3 separate regions of the Mus musculus genome follow, and regions 1 and 3 are each linked to region 2. Evidence: chromatin contacts called from public ChIA-PET data. All regions are on one chromosome and are shown on one strand. Each heading gives the region's core, a stretch centred on a gene start, on an enhancer-like site or on the middle of the called end of the contact. The rest is flanking DNA. Distances are from core to core; before and after follow the strand shown. Region 1 overlaps Ank (progressive ankylosis). Region 2 has its middle 15 kb from the start of Dnah5. Region 3 has its middle 11 kb from the start of Otulin.

Region 1 (3,885 bases), core at 486-2,985, 590 kb after region 2:
GTTCAGGATAAAGCAAGGAACCCCCAGCTGCTAGGAACCCCCAGCTGCTAGAGAAAGCATACTTGGGAACAAAAAAGGGAAGGAGTCGGACCTTTTGGCATAGGGAGCAAGCTGAGCTCCATGGCAGCTTGGGCTCGGGCATAGGAATTCTGGGGAGCAAAAGTATCTCCTTAAAGGAATTTATTTTGCCTATCTCTTCAACAAGGCTGAAGTTGAGTCTGCCTCCCTAAAGGTGCTCCCACCTCCCTGCTGTGGTCCCTTGGCCCGGTGGTTGACCTGCTGGGTCACATTCACTCCTCATGTTGGATAACTTAGTGTTCGATTTTTGCCCAGACCAGAGATTTTTTACCCTCTTGAGCAGAAGGAAGAGTTTTCTCTTAGTGAGTCCTCACGGCTGCTGGGTTGGAGCAGTTCTGCTCTCATCCCCTCTCTCCTTGTACACTAAGGACTTCTTTTTCAAGTAGAAAGGCTTTCGGTTCTTGTCTGTGGTCTCAGCTTGTATATTGGTTGACATTGTTTGTACAGAAGTAGATGTCAAGTCTTGCTAATAAGTGCATTTGGAGTTACTGGCCCAGGTGAAAAGAGGTACTGTATAAAAGCTAACTCTGTCCATGTGTGTCTCCTGCATAAACCATCCAGTAAGTCTATCCACGTGTGTCTGACAGTCACCTCTAAAAGCGCATCTCCCTAGTCAGGTTTTGAGAGACCCTGTTTGATTGATTGCAAATGCAGGAGAGAAAGATTATCATTGGACCGGAAAGGCAGCTTAGTGATTCAGAAGGTTTGCTGTGAAATCACAAGGATGAGAGTTCTGCTCCCAGCATCCACTTAGTAAGCCCCAGGGGGCATGGGGGGTGTCAAAGGCCAGATTCGTGGGTCTTGATGGCTTCTAAGGGCCTCCATCTCAAAGGAGATAAGACTACTACTCGACAGGACACTTGGTCCCTCTTCTGGACTCTGTTGTGTGCACAGTTTGTGAATCTCCACACTAAAGTGTATATACGCAAAGATACACACTAAGTAGAAATTCTGAAAATGAATTACTAAGTTTTTGTAAGGTACTAGTTACAAGTCTGGCACCACTTGCACTTGGCAGAGAATTTGTTTCCTTGGATTTAGGTGCTCTTCCTGGTAGGGCACCACATCAGTTAACGGAGCTAACGACCACCCTTCTGTCTTGTGGTGGGGAGAATGAAACTTAAGGTTTCCTTGTCTTCTCATTATTTTCCCCTTTGAGATCAGACAGTAAACAATGCAGTGAGTTGTTTCCTGACTTGTAAAGTGGGGTTCGGGTTGTTGATTACAGTCCTGTTTGCCTCTTGTTTAGCTTTGGTGTGTTAATTTTAGTCACCAGCCTTTGAGCAGGGCACCCAGGCCTTTCTTGAGATTTCCACTACATCCTGTTTCATGTGTGGTTAGATCAGCTGATGAGTCACCTGATGTTTTGCCACTTCGAATGACAAAAATAGAGGCTCAGAATAACCACACAGAGAAGCAGCTCTCATGGTTTCCAGATACATTGCTGAAAACCGTGCTTTTTGATGCTTCAAGCTTTTTATAAAAGAGCCTTGTGTGAGGCTCTTGTGGAAAGGCAGACAAGACACTGGGTTTGCACAGCTAACACTGAAGTCACCTCACCTTCCCAGGTCCCACCAGAGATAGCATTATTATACTTTTGGTTATAAAAGTGTGTGACAGGCAGCATTGAAAACAACCCTCTCCTGGTGGAGCACAGAAGGCTTAGCTTGCCTGCAGTACCCTAAACCAGACACAAAGCAGCACATGGTGTTCTGGTCATGTTCTATTCAGAGCTTTACTGAAGCAGAAAAAAGTACAAGGAAACATTGCTCAGGTAACATCATTTCATTAGAAGAGGCCAGGTGTGGTGGTGCACACCTTTAATCCCAGCACTTGGGAAGCAGAGCCACATGGATCTCCGTGCGTTCAAGGTCATCCTGGTCCACATAGAGTCCCAGGACAGCCAGGGATATGTAGAGTGACCCTGTCTCAAACTAAAAATAGATAATTATAAGAATATTAGGATTTCCTATTTTGCAGCACATCTCTTGCTCTCGCTTCAGTATGGAGAGAAAGTTGCTGAATCTTGGAAAATGTTCCTTTCCCTTTGCCTATTTCAGAAGAAAATATTTTCAAACAGAGCAGTTAGGAAGGTGGGAGATTGGGGAACTAGAATCAGAGGGAGTCTTTGTTTCCTCTCTGAAACAGGCACACACACCCACTCACCTGCACTAAGGGAGTGGTAAAACTATTTATTAAAGATAAAATGCAGTCACTTTCCCCATGACCAAGGCCATTGTCTCAGTCCTGCCACATCCAGGAGGGGCTGCATTGCAAGAAAGCAATAGGGTCCACGGAGTTTAAAGTGCTTAAGTACTTAAGTAATTACTGCAGCTCAGAATAAGTGTTTTCATTTCTGAGGCCCTCTCTGAACATTTCCAAGCCAAAGCATGAGCGAAGGCCAAGAAACAGATGGTCCCAACCGAGAGAAGAGTGCCTTTGACTCCAGATGCCCAAGCCCAAGCCCAACACGGGCAGCAGGGAGACACTGACCAGCTCCAACCCACAGATACAAACAAGGCCTTCGCAGTGGAAGGATCCCTGGTGAGTTCCCACCAAGCCAACCGCAAGCCGCTCACACTCCCGGAGCCCTGCAGTGGGCAGGCTTTGTCCTTCCTGAGTCACAGCAGTCCTGTTTACTCAGTTCCAGGGGGCCTTAGAGAGGGCCTGTGTGCCAGCACCCAGTAAACAAGGGCAGAGCCAGCAGCAGGTCAGGTGTGCACTTAGAATGACCCTCGGTTGCCCCTCAGATAAACAGGCTTCTCTAGTTTCTCGGAGAAAACCCTCACTCTAGAAAGGCCATCCTAACTCAGTATTTTGAGGAAAACTTGTCTCCTGCCTCTGCAACTTTAGGTTGTATTTGTCGCTTAACCTTGAGAATGATCTTCCCACAGTCCTTGAGGATTTCACAGACATGGTCCTTTTCAGTTTGTTAGCTGAGCAATATGTTTAAAAAGAACACTCAGCTGCTGAGCTAGAAAGGCTGCCCTTAATGCTTGTGGAAAGAGGAGAAAGGCCCTTCCCAAGTCTAGGCCGTGGAATTCTTTGTTTGAATACAACAGTATGGCAGCTGTCTCAGGGTGTCAGGTGACAAAACAGGCCCACAGAATGTGTGTGGAGGAGCCTGTACTAGGAGGGGAAGGTCAGAACAAATCCCCCCAAACCGCAGCTCCATTGCAGAGGCCTGGGCCTGGCACTGCATTCCAGGGGCTCGGGACATCTTACACAGCTGATGTCCAGTCATCCTGATGAAGGCGGCTCTGGGCTCTAAGCTACATGTCCCAAGTGCACAATAAAGAGATACTAGCTTTTCTTGACTTTAAAGGGAAAGGATTTCGAATTTGATATTTGGTATTTAAGCTCCAACCCCAGAAGCATGAAAATAGCCACACATTTTAAAAAATATTGCTGTTTAATTTTCTAGTCATGTACTTTAAAAAGCCAATACAATTAAGACTTTCAGTTATCTTTCAGATCTGCCCCTGACGTCACCCACAAGCAGCTACGGAAGCACATAGGATTTGTTCCCATGGTGGGCACATATGAGGGACACTGGGTATCTAGAAATGGAAATGCGAGCCTGTGTAGCCCTGACAGTCTTAACATGAGGTTACACAACACCAAAATAATAAGCACAAGAGGCCCGCCTTCCGCCCTTTTCCCTCCGCCCTTCCCACCTTTGCCTGTCTACAGTAGTGGATCCATTTCCTCCCGAGGTTGCCCATCAATTGGATCTGTAGGCCCTTACATTCATACACAAGGGACGTGTAGAAGGCTGTAACATACAGCGGTCACTGGTACAACCCG
Region 2 (3,895 bases), core at 62-2,561:
TAAGATGATTCCAGGTTAAGTTCGTCTTTCAAGCATTAGTACTTTTCTACTGCTGTGCTAAATTGTCGTGAGCAAACCAACTTATGGAAGAAAAGTGTATTGATGTTCATGGTTCCAGAAGGGTATGGATCTGGTGTGTCAGGGCAGCGTGGCAGCAAGCGTCTGCATGGTAACTGTGTCAGGAAGATCAGGGTAGCAGGGCAGCAAGCATCTGTGTGGTGACTGGGAAGGGCAGAGATCTTATAGCAACCATGAGCACAGAGCAGAGCAAGCAAACTGAAAACGGCGTGAAACCTACCCCTAGTGGTGTGCTTCCTCCATCATGGCTACGCCGCCCCCTCCCCAAACAGCATCACTAGCTGTGGATCAAGTGTTCAAATGCACGTGCTTGTGGTGGACATTTCTCGTTAAAAGACTACAGGTATGATTTTGATAGAATATTAATGTATTTTAAGAAAAGTGTTTACTGAAGCTCATTAATCTCACCAAAGGCCACCAACATGAATGCACTCAGTGAGATTTTATGCCACGTTAAGGATGTTATTCCAATATAGGACAACTTGCTGCCTGCACAAGCTTACAACAGAGAAAAGAAGATGTTCCCTGGATTCATTCATTACTCACCCACCTTCCAACACAGGGGAGAGGGAGGGGGAGGGGGAGGGGAGAGGGGGGAGGGGGAGAGGGGAGAAGGAGAGAAGGGGGGAGGGGAGAGGAAGGGGGGAAAGGGAGGGGGAGGGAGAAAGGGGGAGGGGAGGGGGAGAGAAAGGGGGAGGGGAGAGGAAGGGGAAAGGGATGGGGAGGGGGAGAGGAAGGGGAGAGGGAGGGGGAGAGGAAGGGGAGGGGGAGGGGGGAAGGAGATCAAAGATCACACATGAACCTCGTGAAGCAAAATACTCAAAACCTACCCTTAAAATGCTTGAAGAGTTACTGTTTCGAATATAATAACATCTGTTAAAATTCAGTTCCGAAACCGAGCTAAATCATGTAAATGAGGAGGCGCGGTAGCAAGTCTGAGAACTTAAGGGGGAAATTAAAAATGAGACGCAGTCTGTGAAAAGTTGCCTTCAGTTTGGAAGAAAGTGTGTGATCAAGAGGGCGCTCTAAGCCTGAACCAGAAAGGCCTGGGAGAAAATGGTTTCTCTCTGATTCTCCATTTCCTTCCCCTTCCCTAAAACACAGGCTTGAATCTGCCGCTTTGTGAAACCACTCGACGTTTACAGGAAAGGGTGACTTTAAGGAACTGTGATGACTCCGCAGGTGACCGCAGGCGTGCTACACCACACCGGCTCACACTACAGGCACCCACTCTGGCCAATAAGGATACAGGTGCTTTGTCCTCGCAGCTTTGTCAGCGTCTGCCTACCTACCGCACTCTCTCTGATGCTCACGCCTCATTCAAGTCTCAGAAACCTCTCTACATCCTTTCTTTTATGGGGTCTCTTCAGAATCTTACAGCTTCCCTCTGAAGTTGCACGCGCGTTAGCTGTTCCTTGAGTCTGATCTTGCGTGTAATAGTTTTCATAGTGAATAATAGTGGGTTTGGGTTTTTGTTGTTGTTTTGTTGTTTTGGTTGGATTTTTGTTTTTTGTTTTGTTTTGGGGGGTTGTTTTTGTTTTTGGTTTGGGGTGGTTTTTGTTTTTTGGGTTTTTTGGTTTTTGGTTTTTGGTTTTTGGGGTATTTTTTAGACATGAAGTCCTAGAGCTTAAAGTTGACCTGAAACTCGAGAGGTAACTGAAGGTGATCTTGAACTTCTGACCCCCCCTGCCTCTGTGTCCTGAGTGCTGGAGCTACTGACACGCACCAACATGCCTGAAGCGTGCAGTGCTGGGAATCAAACCCGGAACTTCGTGCACTGTAGGCAAGCGCTTTGCCAACTCAGGCGTATCCCCAGCCCTATAATGGCATTTTAGAAATATAACCTAATGAGTGTTTAAAACAAACAAACAACAACAAAAAAAGGTGACTTTAAAATATTGTCATTAACACAACACCTGGCACTTCTCAAGAGCTCATGAAATAAATACACACTGAATGACCATTTTTAAACTGCCTGCATTGTGTATAAGTCAACATGATATTCCTTTTTGTTAAATAACAATCCCCGTCTTTCAATCCCTGTGACAGTGTCTCTCAGATCGTTGCGGTTCTCATTCTTCTTGGTTTCCTGTCTGATTTGTTGGGATAAAATAACCAGTGACAGAGATATGGGACATATAAAGGAAGAAAATGTCGAGGAATGGAAAGGCCAAGTCCCGCCCCTCCTACAAGCCCCTCCTACAAGCCACTTTCCTACTGCAGCCCTTACCAAACAGAAGGTGGGGGCTTCCCATTCTCCCTCCAGCATGAGATGGCCATCAAGACTGACTCCTCCATTCTTTATTGCCTTGAGAGACACACGTAGTTACTCTTTCTTCTTATCAAGTGCATTAGGAATGAAAGGTAGCGTTTTATTAATTGAATTGAGCACAAAAGTGAATTTCAATGTAATGAGCCTCAGCTTGCTCTTGCTTACCTTCCAGCCTGAGTTTCAGGCTTTCCTTTCAGAGAACTGTCGAATGCTGTTTGTTGGCACAGGAGTGTCATGTTGGGAAGGTTCTTTTATTAATGATGGGTCTATAAACCCACATGAAAAGAGCGCTGTACCCGCCATCAGCAGACAGCTTTGTCGGGCTTTCTCCTTTTAAGAAGAAATCTTTAGAATTCCAGTTACAAGAGTTACAGGCTTTCAATCTCATGCCCTATAAAGTCTTATGTTCGGAGGTTAATAAAATGAGATTAATCCGGAGATACTACATGTTGTGTTCTTTTCTTCACTCCTTTCAAGCAAAATACATTAACAGCAGCAATAGTCTGGGCTGGGGAAGGGACACCAGCCCAGCCGACTGCTCGTGGAACTCAGCTGCCCCCCAGCGGCGACGGAGAGAACAGCACGATGAACAGGGTGGTCATAGCGGAGAAAAAAGACCTGGGAGCATTGCGGTGATTAACCTTGATTTATATCGACTTTCTCACATTTACAAAAGAGATGGCCCAGCAGGAGGTAGCGATGCTGAAGCCTTTAATGCAAGAGAAGCCAAAGTCTCCTGTTTGACGGAAACACCATGCCTGGCCTGTTAGGGCACACCTCTAAATCTCCATAGTCTAGAATGCGACCATTAGGAAGACCCTGTCTGAGAACAAATCTTTGTCTATGTTCCAACGATCTCCTTTTTCAAAAATTCCCAGTTTAGAACTTTCGCCTGCTATCAAATGAACTAAGAGAAATAATAATTATAAATAAAATGCATCTCCGTGTATACAGAGACGGTGCTTTAAAGAAACAAAATCACTAAGAAACAGGACTCAAGAAAATGTTCAGCCTTGGCTGCTCCTCCAGGTGCGGGTTCGATTCCCAACCCCCACATCGAGGCTCACACTCCATCGAGGCTCACACTCCAGTCCCAAGGAATCCCACACCCTCCTGGCCTCTGTGGGCACTGTACCCCCACAGTGCACAGACATGTGCTTAGGCAAAACGTCCATACACATAAAATTTTTTAAATGATTTTTTAAAAATCAATATGTTAACCATATACACAGCAATCCCACTGTTTAACTTTGAATTGGTTGTTTTTCTTGTATGTAAAATATACTGTTTGCTTTTTGTTCCAGTAATTTTAATACTGCTTTTCTTAAAAACAGGATTTTTTAAACAATTTAAATTTTATTTGTGTCCGTTGGTGTCTTGTCTGCATATTTATTTGTGTGAAGGTGTCACATCCTCTGGAACTGGAGTTACAGACAGTTTTGAGCTGCCAGGTGGGTGCTGGGAATTGAACCTGGGTCCTCTAGAACAGCTCTTTAACTGCTGAGCCATCTCTCCAGTCCCTAGGCATTTTGTTTTAGTTATTTA
Region 3 (3,671 bases), core at 811-3,310, 550 kb after region 2:
GAACAAACAGAATTGGGTTACAATTCTATTCCTCTTTGGGGGGTTGAGAGATAAGTATTAAGGAACTCACAAACAGATGAAAATGGGGGCTTGCTTCAACAAAATCAGTTCTTTGAGTTTCTGAATCCCATGCTAAAAACACAGTCACTGGGGACAGGAAGAAGTTTCAATGGGCAAAGCGCTTACTGCGTAATCATGAAGACCTGAGTTCAGACCTTCAGCACCCAGGTGAAAAGCTAGGCAGGAGGCTGGAGAAGTGGCTTTGTGGTTCAGAACATTGGCTGCTCTTACAGGGACACCATGTTTGATTCCTAGAACCCATATGGAGGCTCACAACCATCTGTAATCCCAGGGCTGGAGGATGTGATGCCCTCTTCTGGCCTCAAGATGGCACCAGACACAGATGTGGTACACAGACAATACATGTAGGCAGAATCCAATACAATTTTTTAAGAAAAATTGTTGGGTGACCAGGCATGGTCGCCTGAACTCCCACATCTGGGAGGCAGAAACAGGAGGCTCCGAGGGGCTTACTGGCTTTAACCTAGCTTTCTTACTTACTCTTCTATTGCCATGACAAAACATCATGGCCAAGGCAACTCCTGAAAGAAGGGGTTTATTTTGAGGCTCATGGTTCAGAGGGTTAGAGTCCATGACCATCATGATGGGAAGCAGGGCACCAGGCAGGCATGGTGCTAGAGCAGTAGCTGAAAGCTTACATTCTGATTCAATAGGAATTGACTGGGCTTTTGAAACCCCAAATCCCACCCCCAGTGACACACCTCCCTCTCTAAGGGCATATATTCTAATCTTTCCCAAACAGCTCCATCAGCTGGGGACCAAGCATTCAAATATATGAGCCTATGGGGGCCATTATTATTCAAACCACCACATAAGCCAATTAGTGAGCCCCAGGTTCAGCGAAAAGCTCCTGGCTTCAAAAAAAACACCTGATTTCAACTTCCGGCCTCTATAGATATCCACAGTCACTCACACTGTGCACGCGCGCGCGCACACACACTCACACTCACTCCTTATTTTCACACAATATCATAGTAATTTGCCACTCTATTATTTTAACAATTTTAGATCCTTCAAATTTGTTGAAAGCAAGTTAGAGGCCAATCCTTGCCACAAAAAAAAAAAAAAAAAAAAAAAAAATCTGCTTTAGAATCAATCTTGTTTGCTTCTGAGAAGTGTCACCAGACAACCATTTGTGTTTAGTATCAATATTCAGCCCAAGTAGGGTACAAGGAAGGCACCCAGTCTTGCCATGAGTCTGTCACCCAGGCGATTAAGATGCCACCAGCATCTCTTACTTTGCACCATGGTTTGTCCCACAGAGACTCTCAAGAGCAAGCCATGTGCTGGTGACATTGAAGGCTGAAAACTGAGAGGTTAAATGGCCTACCCAAAGTCACACAGTTCTGTTTCTGCTACACATTAGCTTTATCGTCCCATGCTACAGTACATTTAATTGACATAGTAGTCAAGATATTTCATGTAAACACCAAAATACCCATGTCTAAGGGCAGAGAAGCCCAAGTCCAAAGGCAGGATTTTGATACCTGTTAGATCCTAGCTGCCCGCGGCTTCGAGTACAAATGCTATGAGATGCAATTATATATTCATTTTATTTTGAAAAACAAACAAACAAACAAGCAAAACCCTCAACTGGATACCCTTCTAAGGTCTAAACCAAGCAGGGAGTAATCAGACACATTAATGTAAAATCCAAAGTTCTTACTTTGTCAGAAATTTCTTGGTATGATTTTTTTTTAAGCGCTAAGACTGATAGCTTGCTTACCTTATCATCAGTGGCTATGTTGGAATAGTAGGGGGTGGGGCTGGGTCACAGGAAAACCCCCGACCTAATCCAAAGCTGCTGGAGGAGGAGGTTAAAGTTCCTGTAAGCAACACAGATATCCTCGCCCTTAGTTTCTTAGGAAATGGCTACAGTTCGCACCTCTGGCTTCTTCGGCGTTCTAGGGCAGAGTCTGATTCACAGACTTCCTTGCCACAGGAAACACGTGTCTGATCTTTAAAGGTGAGTGCAAGGAACTGTTTTGTGATCGTTTTTAACTGGCTGCAGTTGCTGTGACAGCCCTCTGTTCTGTGGCCTGGAACTAACACCAGGCTGACAACCGTTTCTGGTAGGGACTTTCTTCTTGGTTTCTGGTGGTGGGCCCGTCGCTGCGTCTTCTCACGGTAGACAGAGTAGGCTCCGGTGTCTTTGTCTCTTTGGGAGAAAAACAGCTTCATCATTTTGGAGCCCCTGCCCCCCCTTTACTTGATAATCTCAGCTAAACGTCGTCCCTGCCCTCACAGCCCTGACTCTCAGCAGTTCCATGGAGGATCAGGACTTTAGCATATGAACTTGGGAGGACCCAATCCTACCCATGGCACATACTCAGGTACAGGAGTATGACATTTCATTTTCAGTTTTCAAATAAATCAAGATTATATTCTGCCGCCGGGCGTGGTGGCGCACGCCTTTAATCCCAGCACTCGGGAGACAGAGGCAGGCGGATTTCTGAGTTCACGGCCAGCCTTGTCTACATAGTGAGTTCCAGGACAGCCAGAGCTATACAGAGAAAGCCTGTCTCAAAAAAAAAAAAAAAAAAAAAAAGATTATATTCTGCCTAGATAACTTCTAAGCCAAAGTTCTGTTTAGGTAGAACGGTTGAATCTTACTAGAGAGCCTCAAGTCCATGAATTACAATCATCACATCATTCTCTCCTCTAGGTAGGAAACTTTCATTTTCACAATAGAAATAGATTTCATTATGATCTAATGTTCTCCCAATAAAGAGGCCTGGGGAAGTTTTGGGGTTTCCAGGTAAACTAATACTATTGCAAGGTATGTTCCTTTTTAATTGAACACTTTCTTGTCATTTTTTTTTCCTGAATGATATTTTTCAGCTTCAGAACTACAAAGGCATAGGTTTTTGTTTGGTCATCTGGTCTTGTTTTTTTTTTTTTTTAATATTTTTTATTAGGTATTTTCCTCATTTACATTTCCAATGCTATCCCAAAAGTCCCCCATACCCTCCCCCCCCACTCCCCTACCCACCCACTCCCACTTTTTGGCCCTGGCGTTCCCCTGTACTGGGGCATATAAAGTTTGCATGACCAATGGGCCTCTCTTTCCAGTGATGGTCGACTAGGCAATCTTTTGATACATATGCAGCTAGAGACAAGAGCTCCGGGGTACTGGTTAGTTCATATTGTTGTTCCACCTATAGGGTTGCAGATCCCTTTAGCTCCTTGGGTACTTTCTCTAGCTCCTCCATTGAGGGCCCTGTGATCCATCCAATAGCTGACTGTGAGCATCCACTTCTGTGTTTGCTAGGCCCCGGTATAGTCTCACAAGAGAAAGCTCTATCAGGGTCCTTTCAGCAAAATCTTGCTAGTGTATACAATGGTGTCAGCGTTTGGAGGCTGATTATGGGATGGATCCCCAGGTGTGGCAGTCTCTAGATGGTCCATCCTTTCGTCTCAGCTCCAAACTTTGTCTCTGTAACTCCTTCCTTGGGTGTTCTGTTCCCAATTCTAAGAAGGGGCAAAGTGTCCATACTTTGGTCTTCGTTCTTCTTGAGTTTCATGCATTTAGCAAATTGTATCTTATATCTTGGGGATCCTAAGTTTCTGGGCTAATATCCACTTATCAG

Evidence for each region. ChIA-PET counts read pairs in DNA pulled down with a chosen protein or histone mark.
Region 1: an RNA polymerase II ChIA-PET map of memory CD8 T cells shows a contact between it and region 2, with 40 read pairs. The contact joins two enhancer-like sites. A contact is called at or near these places in 1 of 484 Hi-C or Micro-C datasets (the N1E-115 cell line) and 1 of 115 datasets of contacts at active chromatin or transcription factors (memory CD8 T cells).
Region 3: an RNA polymerase II ChIA-PET map of memory CD8 T cells shows a contact between it and region 2, with 8 read pairs. The contact joins two enhancer-like sites. A contact is called at or near these places in 2 of 39 promoter capture datasets (embryonic stem cells and pre-B cells), 2 of 15 datasets of contacts at CTCF or cohesin (embryonic stem cells and stem cell-derived epiblast-like cells), 41 of 484 Hi-C or Micro-C datasets (the AML12 cell line, B cells, the Ba/F3 cell line and 21 more), 6 of 115 datasets of contacts at active chromatin or transcription factors (astrocytes, bone marrow-derived dendritic cells, embryonic basal ganglia and 3 more) and 1 of 9 other capture datasets (adipose tissue).

What each region holds. Positions count from the first base shown.
Region 1 is chr15:27,594,496-27,598,380 of GRCm38.p6, reverse strand. It overlaps Ank (progressive ankylosis), which reads right to left. Exons shown (of 12, transcript NM_020332.4): 12 at 3,472-3,885. It also overlaps a transcript of Otulin not described here. Among named protein-coding and RNA genes, the nearest start is that of Mir7117, 25 kb to the right of the region's middle. Within about 2 kb of position 1,735, at least 254 of the 459 cell types and tissues checked have an H3K27ac peak or open chromatin away from gene starts, as enhancers often do. A contact at or near this core is called in memory CD8 T cells, where this site is marked.
Region 2 is chr15:28,187,232-28,191,126 of GRCm38.p6, reverse strand. It overlaps a transcript of Dnah5 not described here. Among named protein-coding and RNA genes, the nearest start is that of Dnah5, 15 kb to the left of the region's middle. Within about 2 kb of position 1,311, at least 48 of the 459 cell types and tissues checked have an H3K27ac peak or open chromatin away from gene starts, as enhancers often do. A contact at or near this core is called in memory CD8 T cells, where this site is marked.
Region 3 is chr15:27,639,805-27,643,475 of GRCm38.p6, reverse strand. No RefSeq gene overlaps it. Among named protein-coding and RNA genes, the nearest start is that of Otulin, 11 kb to the right of the region's middle. Within about 2 kb of position 2,060, at least 45 of the 459 cell types and tissues checked have an H3K27ac peak or open chromatin away from gene starts, as enhancers often do. A contact at or near this core is called in memory CD8 T cells, where this site is marked.